2 separate regions of the Triticum aestivum genome follow, and region 2 is linked to region 1. The links are chromatin contacts, called in public Hi-C maps. All regions are on one chromosome and are shown on one strand. The core of a region is the stretch at or near the end of the contact, and the rest is flanking DNA. Distances in the headings are between cores, read along the strand shown.

Region 1 (4,553 bases), core at 1,175-3,674:
GAGTGTATGTATGTGTCTTTGTCAGAATGAATGTACATACATTTTTATAAGCAGTTATGTCTGTATTTTATTTCTAAGAAAAGAACAATGCTACTTCCCAGACGCAGGGTAGGGAACGTAAAAACAGTATCGGTGCAGACCACTAACTCCTTCTTCTAATGTGGGCGCTTAATGTGGGCTCAAGACATCGATTCTGGTCTTTTCACCTGGTACCAGGTCAAAACTAGGGAAAATACTAGCGTCGGAGCAAAACGAGTCGTCAGACGCCTCATCCCTTTTTCTCTCACACACCAAAATCGCTGGTGACGAATGCTATCGTAGATGCCAGAGAAAAACCCAGGATTTATACTAATACGAGCACGTGCCTTGGGGAAGCAGATGCTTATGATTTTCTTTCATATTTTTCTAAAAATCGCTAGGAATGTACGGATAGATGTTAGCGTTGGAGGAAGGGACTACTACACAGATGCTACGTAGAAATTCTTTATGGACCCCAATATCCAGGGAATGTCAGATTTTTAGGGCTCCTAGTAAAAGCCCTCAAAGCCATCGGATAACGGTCAAACATATGGCAATTTCTCTGTGCAGCGTACCAATTTTTGTGCCATTTTTTTTTCTACATGACAAGTTTCAGCTTCGATCACGGCAATTTACTTAGGATGCTAATGGCAAGTTTGAAGCGTCCGCTGGAAAAAGACGCTCCCAGAGAACGTTCACCCGATAACGCTTCCCTTATTTATTACTAGTAACTTGTAATAATGCCTATATCCCTAGGCGAAAGAGGAAGTAGCTCACTAGGAGTCCCTCACTCCTAAACAAGGGAAAATTCTATTTCCTTTATTGCTCAAGCGCCTAAACAAGCGCTCAGCGTCGAAGATGGCCTTAGTATGTTCCAAGAGCACCCGAAATGCAGCGAGACAAGACATCAGTTGTATTGATGGTACTTTTTTTTTACGTTGTTGTATCCATAGTACTAGCACAGTAGCTTTTTAAGGCATTGTACGATGCAAGGTGCTTAGAGAAATAAACCAGGCTTTCCTAAGCACCGGTGTTTATTTGTACAGGATAGATGCTTAACTAAGCGTCTCTCCTGTAGAAATAGGCATCGCTGCTTCAGAAAAACTCGGTTTATTTTTCGAAGCACCTCCCTTTGTACAAGGCCTAAGAGCGTGTGCGCCTCGAGAGAAAAGAACGGGGAAGGTGTGGTGTCGTGGAGGAAAGGAGACCGCCCACCATCTAGTTGACGGCTGAAGAGGCCGCACAAATCAGGACACTGTTTCTCGCTCCTAGGCCAACAGCAGTAGAGCCGCAGTGTAAGCAAACTGCGAAGCACAACATTCCATTGGTGCCACTCTTTTCACACATTTCGAGCTTCTTTGTTGGAGCCAAGGAATTTCACGAAAATCAGTTCGTTTCCCACGGCGTACAAACTTACAAAGGTTCATGCGTTGCAGACGGTGCCTATCTGTCTAATCCCCGTTGCAGAATGTAAACCGGTTCATGGGACAAGGACAATCTTCACAACACAATTCACACGGACCGCTGTGAGTGAGTCTTGCCTGTAGTTCTTCTGCCTGACATCAACTTAAATCGACCTACATTTTTTCGCACAGGATCTGCGCACGATCGATCAGCAGGGCACACCCGATCTCAGACTCAGATCCTTCCCGGCAGAGAGCAACAAACACAACTCGATTTACAGGATCAGCTAGATATATATACCTAGATATATACCACACCATACACACGCATATACTATATCGTTGGGAACAGAGACGACACCTGAAAAATGTGCAGAAGCCTGCTGCCTCTCAGTAGCCCTTCCCACGGGGGTACTTGCCCCTGTTACCGCCCACCGACGGGCCGGAGAGCACCGGCAGCCCCCACTGCGACAAGAAGACGATGCTCGGGCAGGCATCCTCGGCGTGCGCCACGCTTGCATGGCGGATCTTGGAGGAGGGCTCGGAGACCTTCCTTGGCAGGAGGACCGAAGTGATCCTGCTCCACCTGAGCTTCTTGAGATGGAAGAAGCAGGAGCAGGCCGCCTTGCCGTTCAGAGACGGCAGCCACCGCCGCTGCCTGGGCCGCGGGGTGGCCCCGTCGTCCCGGCATTCCAGCCTCTGGTACTGGAAGAAGCTGCTCCTCCGGCTGCTGCCCGTGTCCTGCAGCCCCATCATTGCAGCTCAAGGGGAAAGGCTGCAACCTGCAAGGCCAAGATATAGTAGACTCTACAAGGAAGGAAGATGCAGATCATCTTGAGGACGGACAACACAGCAGTAGCTTGCACATGGAGTGACCCCGACCAAAGTGGTACGGCGCCGATAATTAGAAACATTGACACATGAACAAGAGGACAAAGGTCGCCCTAATGTTTGATTCCTTGTGCCACATGGGCCTAGCCACCCTCTCACATCCACGTCCCTTCCTCACTCACACCTCTCCCAAAATTATCTTGTGGGAGTACGTTGGAGTATTTCCTGGTTGCCAGGAAAGCATGGTGTGTATCATGGCATCCGGACAAAGGAGGTAAAGTGTGGGAGCACAGATTTTGTTTCTTGTTACTCTTTTTGATGACTTGTCAGTTGCTATCGCTACTCAATCAGTTCTGTCTGCCACTGGAATTCCCAAGAATCTTTGCTACCATGGGCCATAAAAAGTGCTACTTTTGTCAAAGTTGTGAGATGGTACAAGCGGGCATCATGGAGAATTCACATCTCAGAGGAAAGGGTACACCAGTTTTAAGAATCGTAATTCAGAGATAGGACTCAAGTACTTGTATGACTTCTCAAGAGCTCATGAACAATCAACCTGAAACTAACAGTGCATTAAAACACCATGAAACGGCTAAACCAAGGCTCGCACTCTACCAATATGGAGCCCGGTACACGTTTGTATCTGATACAACAATCACAGAGGCCATGCTAGTCTACTTGAATGAGAATTTCCAAACCTCCCTAACATTGGATGAACCATCAGTAACTTCAGCAAGCAGGTCCGATTGCATGGTACCTAAAGGACAATAAAAGAACCAGTAAAGCAAATGCATGGACACCACAACACATGCAACTCTTAACACAAAATTCACATCATGAATCCAAAGTCGTGCATCTGCGTGTAAACAGCTGGCGTATGGTTCTGTCATGTGATGCATTTAACGAAGGACAGTTTAATCCTCTCCTCCACATGCAGGATGCAAGTTCCTTTCCTATCTTATAAAACACATGTGCTTGAGACTCGGCTTCAAAGCAATAATGCACAGATCTTGACATGCAAATTCATTATAAACAACATGTAGTTTGGTAGAGGAAAAACACGAAAAAAAATCTGTGACCACTACTGTACAAAAAGTATTGACGTTTTTCTCCAACCTTTCATCATATCAGTGTGCAAAATATGCATGCCACTACAGAGAAAAATATGGGTACATGAATAAATATCAGATGGCTAACAAATTCTTACCATCTTCTCTAACCAAGCGTAGAAATTGCCTTGTGCCGCCACCTACACCAAAGTAATGCTTTTTCCCTGCCATATAAACTACACCACTAGGGTAGTGTAAGCACTGCAAAAGGTTTTAGAGATGTGAGCAACAATTAATATTTAGCAAACTAGAGCAATGGAAGAAAAAATAGTAAAGGAAGATCTTGCATGTTGACCTTCTTGACGAGCCTGTAGAGACTAGGAAGTGAATCCAATGCATAAACAGTCTCAGCCATCAGGATGATATCATAACCTCTACAGCCTTCATTTCCTGTGTGAAGATTGGTTGTTTTATCCTGGACAGCATCTCCGCGAAGAAGTAACTTGTCGATTTCACTCCAATCACCAGCATAAAAACCAACACTCCTAGATGTGAATGTTCCTTGAGATGATTCCTTCAACAGATTAGCTTTTACATTTGGGATGGTAAGGCACCTAAGGACCTCAGCATTGAAATCTTGGAAGTGAACTAGACCAGCACCCTGAAAGTTTGAAGTTTTAATAAATTGATATAGTTGAGGAATAATTTCAAAAATGCCAAAGGGGGAAACAGATTAATATACCTTCAAACCTGCATAGATGCCAGGGAGGCCATGCCCACATCCTAACTGAAGAATCAGAGAGATAGATAATGTAAGCAACTATCTGAATGGACCATTTTCTCAGCTTATAATTATCTATATCAACAACTCGTAGAAGACTTTAAGTAGTACAGTACTTTGTAAGCTAGATATCCTAGTAGAGTACTCCCTCCGTCCAAAAATACTTGTCATCAAAATGGATAAAAAGAGATGTATCTCAAACTAAAATACGTCTAGATACATCCCCTTTTATTCATTTTGATGACAAGTATTTCCGGACGGAGGGAATACATGATTAGCTGGAGAGAGAAGAGAGAAATTGCACCAAGAAAATATAGGCCAAATACATTCGGAAGAAACAAGATCTAATAAATATTTAATGGAACTTCCAAGTGTACACAATATGTTGACAATACATATAATCTTAGAGCAAGTATCCCACCTCTAGTACGTGTTTGCCTTCCATAAGCAATCGATCATCTTTGATGTCTG
Region 2 (4,589 bases), core at 1,329-3,828, 370 kb before region 1:
CTTTTCCTGCTCAAATGGGACAGACAATGAAAAACGTTTGTGAAAAAAGGGAAGAGAAGAAAGACAGATTTCTGCCAGCCAAAGAAAGAACTTTGAAAGGTGGAAGGTGCTATTCTATAAAAGAAAATACAACTGCTGCTTGCTAGCAGGTACAATTCTTGATGGATTCCACGCGTTGACAGGATTAATTGGTTCAACACTTGGGACGTATACCATTGTCTAGAATCACTATGTCATGTGGGACCTTAATATCTAGAATCACTATGTCATGTGGGACCTTAATATAGCGAACATGCAATGCACAACTAGCACAAGAAAGTTAGGCGCCCAAGCAGTTAGGATAAGAGAATAAAGCGAATAGGATAAAAGATATCATTAAGAATATGTTAGTAATTTGAATCCTAAATAAGATTTAGATTGACTTGTATCAGATTCTTATTTTGATCGTTAATATATCTCTCCTTTATAAGAGAGCAATCATGTGATGAATTAATCCCCTGTATTCTCCTACAAACTTCACTGATTCCTCATCACCTCAAGACATGGCTGCCGCCAACCATGGCCAGGGGTTGAGGCCAATGACCCAACACGGCTATTCATTACATACAAAAGCCTGAAAATATGACACAAATTTTCTTCTGTTCCATTTATTGACACTTTTGCGGCCAACATTGTGAAGGTACTGTGTGTTTAAAACATATATGGCATGCATAGTCATAGAGTTGGTAGGAATTATTCATAACTCAAAGGTAACATGCCAAAGAAAAAAGAAAATTGTTTGCAGTCCTGAAACATAAATTAAGAAACTCAGGATGTATCCAATCCTGACAGTAGTACATTATAGGGAAAAGTTGCAATACCATACTTCAACGCTATGCTTAGTTTTAAGCGTTGGTAAGAAAACTCTGGTCAAATCCCACATTATCTGTATAGATTAAACTATTTAGCTGGCATTCAACAGCAATAGTCATCAGAACAACAAGACGATGATCATGACAAATAAATAAATCTTACTTGCAAACATAACGAACTACTCCCTCCGTAAAGAAATATAAGAGCATTTAGATCACTCAATAGTGATCTAAATGCTCTTATATTTCTTTACAGAGGGAGTAGCTGTTCAACCACTCTGCAATGTAAACCCACTACAAATTATAAGTCATATGAATACAAGGCAGTGCTTCTACACCAAAACAAAAACAAAAGTGACCAAAAACACATCTGGACTTAACACTAATCCAGTTTGTAAAACAAATGTTTATTTTGGTGCATCTTCTAGTGTTTCGGTCAATGAGTTGAGCAGATAATTCTCAGGAAAAGATTTTAACGCAATTGAATTCCACAGCCTAACATTGTAGTAGTATGGAAACTAAGACTAGAAAGAAGCTAAGCATACAACATAGCGATGATGAACAACATGTAAGGTTCTGACCAGAACCATAACATAAGATACTGAATCCCAATGCCAAGGATGCCTTCCGTGTTTAGAAGAAACATTACACACCTAACGGTGAGACTTTCCACATAGCAGTGCACCAGTTGAAGTAAAGCTGAAAAGGATGACTCCTTAGTACTAGCCCAGAAGCAACCTGCCCTATAAGCGAAGTCTCCCGTCTTCCGCTTTGCATAACCTCCATAGCCATACAAAGATTGCCAATTCTAATCAGAGTTGTTGTACGCAGCACTACAAGAGTGCTCTATGAATTATTGGCTATTGCACATCAATATATTATTCAGTGATGTCAGAGCACACACTGTGACAAGGAGCTTCGGCAAAAGTCATCATCCCCCACCCCCCAGAAAAATACTCAGAATTGCCACACGTAACTGCAAAGTTGAAGCAGAATTTGCAGGTAAACGGAGGAAACATGCCCAAAACTGAAACAAACTTCATCACACATCCAGCGAAAGGGCCATCTCGCTTGCCCCTGAACGATCTAATTACAAGAACAATCTACACTAACCACAACCACAAAGGATAAGGTTCTAGCACTAAAATTCCTCATTGTCTGAGTCTTAACTGCCCCTAATCCAAATTATTTTCATCACCACAAAAAGAGGCGAATTCAACGAAACAGAATCCGGTCTCCCACACCACTGACACAACACAAGTGAGAAACAGAAGCAGCGCACAAATCAATCAACCCATCAGTCAATCAGTTTAATCAACAACCACGCCATGAAAGAAAGAACCGCACGCACGTACCATGGCGTGGCGCTCGCCGGCCTGGAAGGAGAGCTTCTGGCCGCCCATGGCGAGCGTGTAGAGCTGCGAGAGGGAGTTGGCGGCGCCCCGGAACGCGCCGTACATGGCCCGGTCCGTCTCGTCCAGCCGCGCCGCCTCCGCCTTCCGCTTCTTCCCCGTCATCTCTCGCCCGCGCTCCTCCGACCCCCGATCCGCCGCGGCGCCGTCCAATTCGGCCCGAATCGGGCGCCGGAACCCTAGACCTGGGCGAGTGAGAGGGGGGCGGGCGAGATGCGCGCGAGGTCCAGGCGCGGAGACGAGGAGGAGGATGGAGGTCTGGAGGGCGTCGCGTCGACACGAAGCGGCGGCTTTACGTCTGTAGGTTTCCTCCCACCCGCTTTATTTTATTTATATTTATCCCGTGCCTCTCTTGCTTTATCGCTGCGGTGGGCGCGTCGCTGCTGCTGTGTCGATGGCATGCGGGCCCGGGACCCACCTGGCGGCGAGGGAAGGGAGAAGGGGCACGTGGAGTGGGGTTGGGGGTTTGGCGCACGTGAGGCTGATGTGACTGGGCCGATGGGAGAGGGGACTGAAGGGTGGGGCCACTAGGAGGCGTCTGTGTGGGGCATGTCCTACTCGGCGGTGTGTTTTTTTAAGGCTAGGAGCTTTCGTGCCGACTCCTTTTTCTTGTCAGTTGTTTATACATCGATATCCATTGGTACACCCTCAAAAAAAAAAAAAGATATCCATTGGTACTCCATGTTCTCTTATCTATTACTCCCACCGTTTCTAAACATAAGTTTTTTTATAGATTCCAATAAAAGACGACAACTTATATTAAAAAACGGAGGGAATAGTATATGTTAAACCAGCAACAAATAATATAGATGAGAGGGAGCCTCAGTTTCTATTCTACGTGTAAAAATAGTATTATGCATCATTGGACGAAAAAAATTAATGGTGTCATCGATTTTGCTCGTGTTTTTTATGGCTACGTCAATTTTAGAAACTCCATGACTGCAGTCTTCGGTACATGTTCGTGTGAGTGACGTGTGGTGATGGTGATAGTGATGTGTCTATGATGTACTCGATGTTTCTTCAAAGAAAATGTTGAACAGGAAAAGGAAAAATAAACTTTAAGCAAGAGTGTGCTTGAAGGGCACATATTATTTATTTTCTTTTTGAAATAAACATGCATATATTTCATTAGACCAACAGATTACATAGAGTTCACATATGGTCACCATAAAATGCATACATAGATATCTTGCAATATTGCATCAAAGACTCCGCAAGAAGTAAAATTAGAATTTCACTCTCGCAGAATCTTGAGCCATGCTGAAACGTTGCCCACCATCGTCCTCCACTGCCGCTGAGGCAACGCTAAACAAAGAGGGAACTGCCATCATACCTAGATTTGGAGGAGCACTTTCGCATACGAGGATGCTTTTTGAGCCGATGAACTGGACCGCCACAAGCGACGAAACCAAATTAGTGCTTGTTCTACACACTAAGCAAAAAAAGTAATTATACAAATTCTTATGATTAAAACATCCATGTTTGGGCTCTCTTTGGAACTAACGAATTTCAGAGGATTATAATCCTAACAAAGAATATCCATTATGTGTGTATCGTAAGATTAAATTACATAAATTCCATAGGATATATGATATTTCTACTCACAGAAACTGTAGGGGAACGTTGCATGAAAAACAAAAACAAAATACGCACAAGATCTATCCATGGAGATGCATAGCTACGAGAGGGGAAGGGCATCTACATACCCTTGTAGATCGCTAAGCAGAAGCGTTTATCACGTGGTTGATGTAATCATACTCTTCGCGATCCGATCACGATCCAACCGATCTAGTGCCGAACGGACGGCACCTCCGAGTTTAGCACACGTGCGGCTCAATGAAGTCTCATCCTTCTTGATCTAGCAAGCGGGAGAGAAGAAATAGATGGGTCACAACCAACACGATGGCGTGGGGGTGATGGTGGTGGTGAAGCACCAACAGCGCTTCGCTAAGCGTCGCCGGGACGAGGCGGTGGAACTACGGAGTAACGGGAGAGAGAGGGGCGTCAAGGGCTTGGTGTATCCTCTTGGGGCGCCCCCTCCCCTCTATATATAGGTGGAGGGGCGTGGGAAACAACCCCTTGATACGTCCATTTTGCATCATGCTTTTATATCAATATTTATTGCATTATGGGCTGTTATTACATGTTATATCACAATACTTATGCCTTTTCTCTCTTATTTTATAAGGTTTAAATGAAGAGGGAGAGTGCCGGCAGCTGGAATTCTGGACTGGAAAAGGAGCAAATATTAGAGACCTATTCTGCACAACTCCAAAAGTCCTGAAACTTCATGGAGATCAGTTTCGGAATATATTAAAAATATCAG

Evidence for each region. A called contact is a pair of places that touch in the nucleus more often than the background predicts.
Region 2: a contact with region 1 is called in a Hi-C map of leaf, with 4 times the contacts expected there. The contact joins the promoter of LOC123111766 here to the promoter of LOC123111765 in region 1. A contact is called at or near these places in 2 of 5 Hi-C or Micro-C datasets (leaf and an unstated tissue).

Annotation. Positions count from the first base shown.
Region 1 is chr5B:342,603,822-342,608,374 of IWGSC CS RefSeq v2.1, reverse strand. It overlaps LOC123111765, which reads right to left and starts at 2,424. Exons shown (of 1, transcript XM_044532620.1): 1 at 1,380-2,424. The coding sequence starts at 2,177. The coding sequence ends at 1,812. It overlaps LOC123111764 (histidine protein methyltransferase 1 homolog), which reads right to left. Exons shown (of 8, transcript XM_044532619.1): 4 at 4,504-4,553; 5 at 4,044-4,088; 6 at 3,657-3,962; 7 at 3,460-3,562; 8 at 2,646-3,009. The coding sequence ends at 2,927.
Region 2 is chr5B:342,972,024-342,976,612 of IWGSC CS RefSeq v2.1, reverse strand. LOC123111766 reads right to left here and starts at 2,578. Exons shown (of 3, transcript XM_044532621.1): 1 at 2,207-2,578; 2 at 1-6. The coding sequence starts at 2,368.